2 separate regions of the Anser cygnoides genome follow, and region 2 is linked to region 1. A link is a contact called in public Hi-C data. All regions are on one chromosome and are shown on one strand. The core of a region is the stretch at or near the end of the contact, and the rest is flanking DNA. Distances in the headings are between cores, read along the strand shown.

Region 1 (6,471 bases), core at 2,806-5,305:
TGTTAAAAAAAAAAAAAAAAAAAAAAAAACTCATTTTGGGGTGTCTAACTGATCCCAGGAGGCTGCGCTGCTCGGATGAGGCTGCTCCGGGAAGCGGCAGCCTGGAGGGGTTTGGGCTCAGCCCGAGCACTGTGCACTGTGGGCTCTGTGACCTCCCCGTGGCCAGGCTTGGGGGAGAGAATCGCTGGGGGTCGGTGGTGGGTCCTGCCCTGTTGGACATCTCCATCAACCCTCTGGGTGATGGGGAGGGGCGCACCCTCAGTAACTCCGCAGGTGGCACAAAGCTGGGCGCAGTGGCCGACTCTCCAGAGGGGGCAGGACAGTCTGGAGAGCTGGGCTGCCAAAAATCTCGTGTAGTTCGCCAAGGAGAAGTGCAGCCCTGGGCACCGGGACACGCTGGGGGCGCCCAGCTTGGCAGAAGGGACCTAGGAGTTCTGGTGGACACCAGGTTGAACAAGAACCAGCAATGTGCCCCTGCTGCTAAGAAGGCTAACGGTGATCCAGGTGTTTTCTGCACACCTTTCACTTCCTTTGCCTATTCTGGAAGGAGATACCCAAAAGGGAGGAGAGCGCAGCTGTGGCAAGCATCGATGACACCCCCAGGGTGCAAGGAGGGTCCCCCCGTCACCCCCTCCTCTGCCACAGGGACACAGGCGGACCTGGCACCGCTCAGCACCCGCCCGCCAGCACCTGCCGGTGGCCGTGACCCCTCCGCCCTGCTGGCACAGCCCTCATCGGCCGGATCTGCTGTCGCAGCACAAATGGCTTTTTTTGGCAGTGTGATAAACCCCAGGGTCACTTCTGCTGCCCAGGAAGGCTTTTAGGACACGTAGGACGGGTGTCCACACGGGTCCCGGGCACCTCCACGCCTGGCCGACACCTCGTAGGGTGCCTGGAGGGTGAGTGCTGCTCGGCCTCCTGAGCACGGGGCACCCGCAGATCACAGCGGGGACCCCGCGCCTCTGCCTGCCCCTGCGCCCCCATGGGGCCACGGCTGCTTGTCCCGAGGGGAGGGAGCTGCTGGCTCAGGACACCCGTGGGAGGGGGCTGCGGAGACCCAGACGTGGGAGCTCCAGGCGGAGGGGATGTTCTTCATCCAGCCAGCAAAGGGGAAAAACGCACAGCCTTCTTGGCTCGGTGCTGGAAGTCCCAGCTGGGACCCAAACTTCTCCCAGCACCTTCCTGCCCAGGTCGTGACTCACAGCCGTGACGGCCGGGCTCCCCACCCGGCTCCAGTGGGCAAAGGATGGGAACAGCCACGGCCGAGTCTCAAGGGAGGAGGTGAGGAGGCGGTGATGCTTCTCAGCATACCCCAAATGTGCACTTGGGTACCCACGTCCGGGAAAGCCCGCGTCGTGCTGCAGCTGGGAACAGGGATATTGCCTGCAGGTGGTCACATTGAGAAGGTGGTGGGAAGGGAAGGGAAGGGAAGGCAAGGCAAGGCAAGGCAAGGCAAGGCAAGGCAAGGCAAGGCAAGGCAAGGCAGATTTTCTTGTCATGGGTGTTTTCCAGGAGGGTCTACAAGTGTATTTTAATATTTATCTAAGCTATTTTTCAATTTTCACACCTCAGAAGATATGCAGGCATTAAATGATGTAAAAAAAAAAAATGATTAATGCAGTGAAAACTTGAAAATAAGTGGGTGAAAATGCCCCAGAGCACAAAGGGTTTGAGCTGTCCCCTTCCCAGCAGCTGTGCTGGTGCAATGGCTCCGGGGCTGGCACCTGCGGGCTGCCCAGGCAGCAGCCTCCGTCCGCCCAGCTCCCACAGGGACCCCACAGGCACTCGGCACAGGCAGGAACCAGCACCCACGGACACACGGACCTGTCCGTCTGTCCTGCACTTTGCCAGTATCACGGCGACCTTTGCCTCGTGTCCTCTTGTGCAGCCAAGAGAAGGGGTTAGCAGGAGGGAAGTCACGCTGCTCGGGCATGGCTGGGACAGAGCAGCCCTTGTTTAGTTTTCATTTCTTAGAAAAACAGATGCTGGGGGGGTTCACCCTGCATGGACGGATGTCTCAGTCCGCAGGACTTGGCTCAGCAGAGGGAAACAAACCTGAAGTGGGTCCGAGGCTGCGTCCAAGCTTTGAGCTCCGATGCTCTCCGGCCACCACCACACCTGAGCACGTGCCCTGGGAGCTGCATGGGTCTGGCATTTGTCAATCTCCCTGCAACAAGGAAAGCCGTGGAGGCAAAATGCAGATGCCAAGAACCTGCCTACATGGGTCAGGGTGCCTGGGAATTGCTTCCTTACTGCAAAATGAAGGGGAAAAAAAACAAACTCCTGAGCGTGATCCAGGAACATCTTCCCCCAAGAAGTGGTCCAGGAGGGGAGGTTTCCCATCAAACGAAGCAGCTCAGGGTGTCAGAGTCATCGTGGCTGGCGGTGACACCGTCAGGGTGGGCAGCCCAGGCACTGCCCCATTTCGGTGCAGTTTGTGAAGTGTCACTTCAATATTGCAGCCTGGGGATTTGCTTCCGCTAAGTGGATGACGTTTCTGAAATCACCACATCGACATCCTTGGCCAGGCAACATCTTGCTTTGGGAGAAACCCCACAGTGTGCATCTGTCACACACCGAGTCCTCTCGGAGCCCTGTGGCAGGGACAGGATTTGTATTAGAGAGAGAGAGAGAGAGCAGAAGAGCAGAAGAAATCTGCTGCTATAAGCCTGCCCCCACAGCCTGGGGTGGGCTTCGCACCCAGCGCGTGAGCCGGGCGCTAACGCCCTGAGGGTCACGCTGCTTTCTGGGGCCACGGCAGGTTTGGGGGGTGCTGCTATCAGCAAGGGAAGCGGTGCAAAAAGTAAATAGAAAGAGGCTTAAAATAATGCAAAGGGGTGGAATCAGGCGGCGGGAGCGCTGGGTGCCCTGCGTGGCTGGGTGCTCCAGTGTTCACCGGTGGTGTCCTGGGGATGGCCGGAGCTGGGAGGTGAGGCTGGGTGCAGAGGAGGGGCGAGGGCAGAGCTGGGGATGCCCAGGGCAGGTCGGCAGCCTCCCAGTGCCTTCATGCGGGTTTAATATTCGGGAGGATTTTCTCTAACGTGCAGGAATTAACGGCAGGCGGCACAGATGGTCACAGCAGGGAAAACCGTGTCATCAGACCTCGCAGGGGAGCTCTGCTGTCATCGGGATTTTCTCTGGAGCAACTGGAGAAGGTCCACCGGCGGTTTCTGGTAAATGTTCTTCCTCCGGCGTGTGGCTCCCTGGGGACATGCCGTCACCAGCCTTGGCCGGGGCTCTGCAGGAAAGCTGCGTTCCAGGTGGCTTTTCAGGGATGCAGGAGCACCAGGAGAGCGTTCGCAGCAGGAAGCTGTTTGCTCAGCCGAGGAGCCCGCTGGCAGCTGGACCCCAGCGAGAGCTGCTCCCAGCCTGGATTTACCGCCAGGAATGTGGTTTCGCAGGACGGTTTTCCTGTAACTCGGGCGTGAGTCAGGCACCCTTGCGAGAAGGGAGTGGGCTCGGCGTGGCGCCGGGTGGCTCGGGGCTGTGCCGTGCTGCAGGGCCGGGGCAGAGCTGGGGCAGGCTCGCTGCCTTCATTGCTGCCTGCGGCTGGGCAGAGCTGCTCACACAGAGGCGAAACAGCGGCCAGGACGGGGGCAAGGCTCATGGTTGTGTCCCGTGAGGACCCAGCCACATCTGCCTCCTTGCGATGTGCGGGGACGCGGGGCCAGGCTGGGGCTCACCGGCTCAGGGAGCACAAGGTGTTTGGGGTCTGCGGATCCCCGCACTGTTGCCAGCACCTCCCGGCTCCAAAGGGGGCTGGCGTCGCCTTCCCACCATGTGTGTCCCCCCCCCCCCCCCAGCACTGCGCCATGCCCAGCGGACACCCCTGCACTGAACAGGTCCCAGCAGCAGGTCCAGACCCGGGAGGTCCTTCCCAGGAGGATCTTCAGGTGCTGGCTGTGACCCAGTGCCACCGCGGTGCCGCTTTCTGGGCGCTGCTGAGATGCTCACGGCTGCTCTGTGCAGGCGGGGACGCTGGGCTGTGACCGTTCCCACAGCCTCGGGGTGCTGGTGAAAGCCAGCCGCACAGCCAGCACCTCGCAGGGAGCCCAGCTGCCCGTTTGCGCACCCCCTGAGTGAACGAATGCATCCTGCAAATATTCACAAACGTCCTCTTGGAGCTCGTTGGGTTGCTCTGGGGGGGATGTCGGTGCCGGAGGCTGGCCGAGGGGTGCTTGGATATGGAAGGAGCAGGTCCCTGCTGATGGCACATGGTGCCTGGGGATGGGACCATCGGGCTCTCATGGGGCTGCCCTGGCCTCCCTGCTCTGGGAAAAGCAGGTCGGATGAGCCCTTCCTCCCAGCTCCTGCCCGGGATGGCTGCTTAGGCTCATTTTCTCTTTCCTGAATCTCTCCAACACACTGACGTGAGGGTTGGAGCCTCATCCTTAGCATGCCATGCCTGCCTCTGCAGTTCCTTTACCCTTGGACTTTAGCAAAATAGACAAAAATAGCTGTCAAAAAAAGGAAGGGGTGACCTTTGTCATTTGAATAAATGTTTGCTTTGTCAGCGCAAGCGTGGCGCATTCGGGGGATTTTGTGGAAGGTGCCGGGGCGCTGAGCCAGGACCAGGCAATTTGCACTCTCTCCGACAGCAGCCGCGAGCTGCCCTGGGAATGCAGGTTCCTAATCCCTGCTCAGCAGGGCAGGGAGATGCTGGGCAGAGGAGATGCCTCCCAGGGCACGTAAGCAGAGAATTTGGGCTTCCCTGCATGTCTCCATGCCAGAAACGCTCCCCTGATGCCCAGCCATGGGATGGGAAGGGGGAGGCAGGAATGGACCCAGGAACGCCAGGAGGTATTTGGGATTTAATGGCAATTTCTAACACCACGTGGGTCATTTGAATGTGCTAAAGCAACAGCTGAAAAATTGCAAGTCCCTGGCTTCAGGGGCTCCATCAAGATGCCGAATTGCATGAGCTGGAGGCATGGAGAGGGGGTCCCAGGGCCGCTGAGAGCCATGGGGAGCAGGGGCCGAACCGGGAACCCACACAACCGTAGTGGGGACAGGCAGAAAACTGCAGGGCACTGGTCCTGTCTGCTGCCAGAGCTGACGAGTCCAAGCCCTCAGGGGCTGCAGACTGCCGGTGTGCCATCCGGCCGGAGCATTGCCCGTGGGTAACCCAGCCCCGCACCTGCCACCCGACCTTTCTGCCGGGCTGGGCTCGCCAAGCCCAGCAGAGTGAAATTAGAAGCAATTAAAAATTAATCTTGGCAAGGGCTCAGATCAAACTTTCTACCCATTTTTAGCTGCAAGTTGCTTTGGAGACGGCATGCACCCGCGTTCAACTGGTGATGCAACGCAGCAGGGCGTGAATGGACACGAGGGCATCCAGTGGCTGGGGCCGGAGTGGGACGAGCCGGGGTCAGAAACTCTGCGCGCCTGCAGCAGAGAGTGGTGGGCAGGTCCTGCCGTACTTCACGTCTCACTTGCAAATATACAGCTTTGTTTTCTGCTTCTCAATTAATCCTTGCTCAATTCATCCATTCAATTAACTCATTTCCTCTTCCAGAGGGAAAAGGAGCTTTGGGAGGCGAGGAGTGAGTGAGTGCCGCTTGCAAGTGCTGCTGCATTTCCCAGCCAAGGCCTCTGAGACCCCCGGGGAGGGTCTCTCAGCGCTCCGACTCCAGCCCGTGGCAGGGCTGGTGGCCGTGCCCCGGCTCACGCATCCCTGGGGAGCTGCCGTGACACCGCGCTGGGGAGGCAGGGGGGCTGGGGGCCAGGCAGCGGGATGGCTTCGCTGGCTGGGCTTTCACCCCAGCAGCACCCGCGGGGCTTTGCAGGGCTTTTTTGGCCGCCCCGAGACGCTGACTCACGGGCGGCGGGGTGAGGACACGGCTTGATGCGAAGCAAACAGGCCCAAGGCCGGGAGCAAGGACGGCGGGCAGCGGTGCTGAGCCATGGCCCAGCCAGAGCTCTCCGGCAGGAAATCCGGCAGCAGAGGCAACACCCATGGGTGCTGGCTGGCTGCGGCCACGGAGGGATCGTCACCACCTTCGCTGTGATGCATCCCAGGGGCAGGGATGCACGCCCGGGGATGCTGCAGCCGTGGGATCTTCCCCTATTTTTGTCACCCTTTTCCCCCCCACTGCCACCGCTGGGCTGTCCCCACACAGCTCAGGGGGGCCATGAGGGCCCTGCTGGCTGCTCGCCCACCAGTGCCAGGGCTCCCGGGGGCCCTGAGCCTTCTACCCACAGCCGTGGGAGGTGTGAGAGCAAGAGGTGCAAGGAGAGACGGCCAGCAGCATCTCCCACCACCCACAGCCAAGGGAAAGGGCGTGTGGCTAATTGCAAGAGTGAAATGTTTCAGCAAAAATATTTCCTTCCCACCAAAATAGCTCTTTTTTTTTTTTTTTTTCCCTTCTCCCCAGTGTGGTTATTTTTTTCTGGTTTCAACAAGCAAACTGGAAACCAAAAGCCTTGCCGCCCACACTGGGGACCGCAGCGGCTCGCCTGCCCCGCGCGTGC
Region 2 (6,471 bases), core at 2,707-5,206, 870 kb after region 1:
GCTGATGCTCTCAAGTTGCCCTGTCTGGTTGTTGCCATCAAAGGGAACGGAGATGCATTACAGATCGGAGGACCCTGATGTTCCATGTTCCCAGGTCTGTTCTCTGGTTGCACAACCTCTGCACCACCAAAAGCGTCCTGGGAATAAATCTTCTCTCCCCGAAGCCTCGCTGTGCAGCTGGCTGTCCCCTAAAGGTCTGAGACTGGCTTAGCAAGGGATGCTGGCAAGCCAGATTTGAGACCTTGGGGAAATACCTGTCTGAGCTGCATTTAGCTCTGACCGTGGTCTTCACTGTTTTGTTTTTTTTTTTTCAATTTTGGGAGCTTTAAAGCTGCCTTGTAACTTCTCTGTGTGCGTAAACCATCTTTCTGGTAACAATTGTGCTTAAAAAAGAGAGCAGTAATGATACTGTTTCTTTGTTTCTTGCAGCGGATGGTTGGCAGCAATTACTTTCTTTAGCACCAACGTTGCATCTGCTGTGTTCATGCTGTTTCCTGCCATTATGTTTACAATGTCAGCGGTCACAATGCTCATCTGCATTTTAAGGGTAGGTGCCTCAGACGTCTCTCTGACTTGGAATATCTGTGTTTTGTATCACAGTAACGTGAACAGGCAGCTCAGCAGCCACTGTGAGCCATCACTGCCTCTGAAGGTTTTGTAGTGTAGTCAGTCGGTGTGTCTCGGACTATTTAGAGGACGAATGCAGATAATGCAGGACAGCTTGAGCTGGACGTGTTCACCGTTCCATGTTCCTTTATGTCACTTAAGCCAAGCGTCGCTGGGATTGTAACGGTGAAGCATCTCAAGATGCCCGCAGCAGGGACAGGGTGGCAGGACGACAAGTGGTCCTTGGTTGTCTGCAGAACGCTGGATTTGGATATAAGACCTTCTGGAAAGCTTCAGAAGACTGATGGCAGAGGAGGACAGAAGATAGAAGGGAAAGAGGACAGGCAATTAGCCCAGCACAACCCTGTCGCAGAGTAGTTGCCATCATGGAGTTTGCCATAGGTTCATGGCAGCGTTTTGCCCCCTGTCACCATGGTTAGCGCCACTGCCCTGTGCCCTGTCAGGCGTTGCCTGGTGGTGTGACCTTTAAACCAGATCTTTTGTGTCCCTGGGTTCCCGGTGTAGGTTGTTTCATGTGCTACAGCCGAGTCCTTCAGCCTCAGCCCCACTGAAGCAGCAGTTGACGGTTTTATGGGGTTTTCAGCCCGCTAACCTGGGCCAGCTGCCTTGCTGCATGGACTGTTGCTGTGGGATCCCCAACCTAAATCCCAGGTGTATGGCTAAGACAAGTTCAAGCCTTGCATTGATACTATCCATTTACACCTCTTCATTATGTTATTGTAGTTTTTGTGCCTTTTTTTCTCCCTTGGAAAAACAGTTTGCAGAGAGAGAGGAACAAATACAGTACCAAAATGACTATAAGTCCTCTCAGGAAGAGGTGTAGGTACCTACTGCTGATTTTTCCTCTTGTTTTACTCCGTTAGGTTCACAAGATCTACCGAGGGGCTGGTGGAAGCTTTCAGAAAGCTCAGGATGAGTGGAACAGCGGTGCATGGAGGAACCCCCCCAGCAGGGAGGCCCAGTACAGCAATTTTTCTGGGAACAGCCTGCCAGAGTATCCCACAGTGCCCAACTATCCCCCGGGAAACCAATGGCCTTAAGCAGCAACAGCTGCAAATTGCCTGGATTCTCTTCTTTTTTGGTCCTTTTATTATTGTTATTTGAAAAGATCATTTGCATTCCCCTACACGTACCCCAGTCTTCTGGGGACTTTCTTTTTTTTTGTCTCCTCGTCACTGCAGAAGATGTGTGCTGTCAGCCCACGGCACCTCGGGAGCTCTGCACGGCCTTATCAGAAAGATGGTTTTTTTGTTTGTTTGTGTTGTTACCAGTATTTGCCTTGTTGCAGACTGAGGAACCAACCGTTCACTGCCCTTGCTTGAGGACTGCTCTCATGACCATATGTGAAGAAGGCTGGCTTCCCCGTGACGGTGAACACTACCAGAATCGCTCCTTCTCCTGCCTCCCCGCTTAGTTTTCATCACATGCACAGCGCACCGCCAAATCGTCTGTAGTTGTAACAAACACAATCAGAGCATTAGTAGCAACCGGTGTTTGCTCTCCCGGATGAATGATCTGGAATTTTTCACTCTAAGGGAAACGCAACACCTGAATTACCTGGTACTAGTGATATTGAAGGTATTTGTAAAATCTACAGCTTCATTTGCTTGCGCTTTCGGGTGAAGAATCCTTTAGATAACAGCGCTTGCTGCGGGTGAGCGTTGTTCAGATACTAAGTCCACAAGAGTCCTCATTTGCCTGGCTAGGACTATTGTTATGATAGAAGTCTTGCTTTCCCTGCCTCCAAAAGTTTTTGCTAGATCCGTGTGCTGCGGAGATGCAGATTCATCTCATTTTGTTACTGATTGCTCACTAAAAGCCTGATTCAAAGCCCACTGGAAACTATTGAAAAGCTGACTGCTGTTGGGCTTTGGACCTGGCTGCCTGGGTGACGTTCACCCCTTTCCAGGCAGGCAGCGCGAGATCTCTGTGCCATCTAAATTCCAGGTACGTGGCGTCAGGATTTTTGTGCTGACCCAATACATGCCGTACTGGACACGCCTTGTCCTGTTGGGACACCTTTTTTTTTTCTGGGCTCCTGGCCAGTAGCTGGGTGCCAGCTAACTATTGATCTCAGTGCTGGGGCCCCAGTGTGGTTTGGGAGTAATTCCATTACAACTGATAAATTGAATTCTGCCTTCTACCGACGCAGTTAAAATCCAACCGTTCTGCAGTGAGCTGTCTCAGAAAGCTCGTTAGTCCTCGTAGCTGACGCTAGCTGTGCAGAGCTGGTACGTGTCTGCGTCGCCAGCAGTGATTTCCTTCCCTGTACGAGCAGGGGGAGAGAGGTTCTTGCCTTTCCCCAGGAATCAGCTGAAGAGAGGATAACGCTCTTGGGAGGGGTTGTTTCCCCTGAGAGCTAGCATTAGTCTCATCACTCATCTTCATCTCATGCATGTACATCAGGACTCCTGGAGCCTGAGCCATCCAATTCCCCTGTGTCCTAAAATGATCCAAGCAGCAAAGGCTGCAGTCTTTTCCTTTCCTTCAACAGCCTGCTAGGAACTTTCTCAAACCTGTTAAAACTGGGAGGTCAGTTCCCGATATTTTTACAGGGAGTTGAGTGTTCAATGTTTGCAGCTCTGGGAATTTCAACGGACAGTGAAGGGCAGAGTGCTCCAGTCTGGAGACTTGAGAGGTGTGGGGCACCCTGAGAGTCAGGCCCAGAGCCTGGCCAGTTGTAGGAGGTGACGCCAGAGGTGTTACACTGGAAGTGGAGTCACTCCACGTCCACACTAAATAACTGGAAAGCAAAATTGGCTCCTGGAAAGGGACAGGGAGGTTGTCCTTGCTAGGTGGAACTGATTTGCAAGTGGTCTTTTGAAAACTGTCTCTACATGTGCCTTATCTAATAAAATGTTAGTTCATGAAGGAGAACTTTTCCTTCCCCACCCCCCCGGCAAAACTTCCCATTCACTCTATTAACTTTTCCCGTGTCATACTGTAAATACTAAGTGAAGTACAGCTTGGAGTCTGCATGACACCTTTGTTACTAGGGCCAAAGCAAAAGCAAACATTAATGGGAGGTCAGAGCCTCCGCGAACTTCAGTTTACAAGCAACACTGACCCCCTGCTGCAGAGCCAGCCTTTTGCTGGCTCTGCCTCATGCTTCAAACACAAGGGTGATTTTTTTTTTTTCTTGCGAGTGTGCAATGTGCTTGTAAGTACAAATGCTTGATGCCTTCTTAATAGAATACGACCCGGTCGTGTTGTCAAGCTTTTAGGTGCCTTTGTCTTGTGTCAAGTGAAATTTTAAGTGTTCTTTGTCGCTTGCCATCAGAGAGTGATAAAAGAACTGCCTGTCGATGAACTCCCTGGAAATACGATTGCGCTACGGGGGAGCGAGGTGAGGTGAGCGGGGCCGCACTCGAGGGTGGCCGTGCTTGGGGGCCCAGACGCGGGGTGCCCGTGGAACGCTCTCCTCTGGCTCTGACCCCTGCCATCCTCGGCCTTTTGCCAAATTTTTTTTCAGCAGAAATTGCAGTCTTTCTTTTTTTTAGTGTTTCAGGTTGGAGATTTCAATTGAACCAAGAGGAGAAGCGTTGCCAGGGGACTCCTGAGTCCGGCTTCTCTTTTTCCCCTTGGATAACCCGGGGGTCTCTTTTAAAGCACCCATCCTCACATTTCCAACCTTCTTGATGCGGTGAGGGGTGTGTACTTAGGAGCCTGCAAACCAAAATGGTTGGAGGCAGACACCAATATCATGATCCATTAGCAAACACTGCCTGAGATTTCTAAGGAGCTTAAATGAAACCTCCCTGGACGGGAGCTGCCATCTCCAAACACATCGCCCCCCTCCATCCTCTTAGATGCCAGAAACCGTAATTCCAGAAAGTTGACTCAACACGTTGCCTGAACTGCTGTGGCTTTTTTTTTCCGACTCCTCTGTATGTTTTTTAATGTTTACATTAGATTTCTAAGACTCCTTAACACCATTAACCTGGACCTGGCTCCCGGTTTCGTTCGGCATCATGCGGCATGTACGTGTGCGATGTTTCGTGTCACTTGTGGGGCTCTGGTTTTTGTTTGTGTTTTTCTTCTGATCACAAGACAATAAATGCTCATCCTGTGCTTGATGAGAAGAACTGGCTGCATTAGAGAAGTGTGTCTGTTCCTAGGTAACCAGAGTTATCTGGCAGAGGGAAATGGCGAAATCTCTGTTTTCTTCCAGTCTCCCACCACTTTTTTTTTCCCTTAAAAGAACAGCACGTTTATGGATGAGGCTCACCCTCTTGCTGGGGACCACCACAAGAGTTGGCGTGCTGTAGTTTGTGTTCTTGCAGATGCCTGACAAGTGTTTTACACCGATGTTACCATTATTCTCATTTCTTAGCTATGGAGAAGTGCAGGTGATGGGGCGCGCCGGGGTTGAACCCTCCTTCCTGGCCTCTCCTTAGCAGCACACGTTCACATTGGCCCTTTGCAGTGCTGGCCTCTGCCTTGTCTGGTTTGCTGCCTGGAAAGATCCCGTCATTCCTGGGGCAAACAGGCTGTCTGACAGCAAAGGTGAGTTGCATCACTCTATTTAGTGTGCAGCTGGATTTACTGCCCCAAATGATGCTATCCTGGCTTCATACCCCAGCTCTGCTCCATAGCGGATTCGTAATCCTAGAAGAGCTGTTTTCATCTCAGCTGCTCGATCCCACATCTGCTAATCTCAATGTTTTCTTCATCTCCAAAGCCTTGTGCCCCCTCTGCAGCCATTAGCATCTCACCTTCGCTGGCAGGAGACTGCATAGTCCTCATGTTCACAAAAGTCTCACAGCAGCACCTTTTCCCTGAGCTGTTTTGCTCCAAGCATGCATGGGGCAGGTTGGCATCACCTCCTGCAAATACTGCCGGCTCTGCCCGCAGCCGGGCTGCGCTGGGCTCTCAGAAAGTCGATGGCAGCTTTGATGTATTGGCCTGAGCACGATTCAGTGAGGCAGCAGGGTCAGACGGAAAGCCCCAGGCACTGGTTTAGGTATTAAATAGCATTTAGGGGGCTGCTGGTTGTCTGCACCCTGAATGTCCGTCTCTCTGCTCCTGGCTGTGTTATGGAAGTGTGAAATCAGGGATTTCCAGCAGCTGCTTGCTGCTGCATCCATCACATGGTGAGTATGAGGATGAAACAGCTTTTACTCAGATTCTTGCTCCAAGCCCTCAAAATCTTTGCAGGAGGTGCAGGTTTGAGCTCCTGCTGCTGCCACGAGCGGGGCAGGTCCCTGGTGCTTGGGTTTTCCTCCGCCGCACACCTTGGACGAGAGCCGGAGCTCAGGGGCTTGGCAGGAGCAGGGGGCAAGGTTCAGTGGGGATGGGGCAGTGGCTGCGCCGCCAAGCTTGGCCCCACAAAAAGAGCTCCCCAAAAGTCCCACGGACCCCCACATTGGGGTGGGGGCTCTTCCCTTTGCGCTCCTGCTCCTCCGGCTGGAGCCCTGTGGCTGTGTGGGATGGGATGCTGTGAGTGGCCTCGCTCTTTCTTCTTTTCTTTTCTTTTTTTTTCTTGGCCGATTCTTAGTGGATTTCTATCACTTTGGTGCCATTTCCCGGGCCCTGAATGCAAATGCTTCAGCAGAAACACTACACTGCCTGCTCCGAGCAGCTTTTTCCTCTGTATGAGTTACAGCAGTCGTTTTTTTTGTGTTGCCTGCTTGCGAATTAGCCCTAATTAACTCGTGCCCTGGGGAGGAGGGCAGGGTTCAGAGCTGGATGCTTTCCCAACAGAAATTCCCTGGCTTTTCTCACTAACTCGCTGTGCTGAGCCGGTTCCATAGCATGAGTTGTAGAGGTCTCTGCAGCCCACACCTGGCACACCATGTATTCCCTGCCAAGTTACGGCATGCTGGAGATCCAACTTTAAATAAA

What was found. A called contact is a pair of places that touch in the nucleus more often than the background predicts.
Region 2: a Hi-C map of liver shows a contact between it and region 1, with 9 times the contacts expected there. The contact joins two enhancer-like sites. A contact is called at or near these places in 2 of 7 Hi-C or Micro-C datasets (both in liver).

The regions. Positions count from the first base shown.
Region 1 is chr27:4,384,341-4,390,811 of Taihu_goose_T2T_genome, forward strand. LOC125184512 (a long non-coding RNA gene) reads right to left here. Exons shown (of 3, transcript XR_007168635.2): 3 at 4,858-6,471. Among named protein-coding and RNA genes, the nearest start is that of ANGPTL4, 9.6 kb to the left of the region's middle. Within about 2 kb of position 4,056, at least 2 of the 3 cell types and tissues checked have open chromatin away from gene starts, as enhancers often do. A contact at or near this core is called in liver, where this site is marked.
Region 2 is chr27:5,252,800-5,259,270 of Taihu_goose_T2T_genome, forward strand. SCAMP4 (secretory carrier membrane protein 4) reads left to right here. Exons shown (of 8, transcript XM_066983724.1): 7 at 430-547; 8 at 1,491-4,717. The coding sequence ends at 1,667. Among named protein-coding and RNA genes, the nearest start is that of CSNK1G2, 5.2 kb to the right of the region's middle. Within about 2 kb of position 3,957, at least 2 of the 3 cell types and tissues checked have open chromatin away from gene starts, as enhancers often do. A contact at or near this core is called in liver, where this site is marked.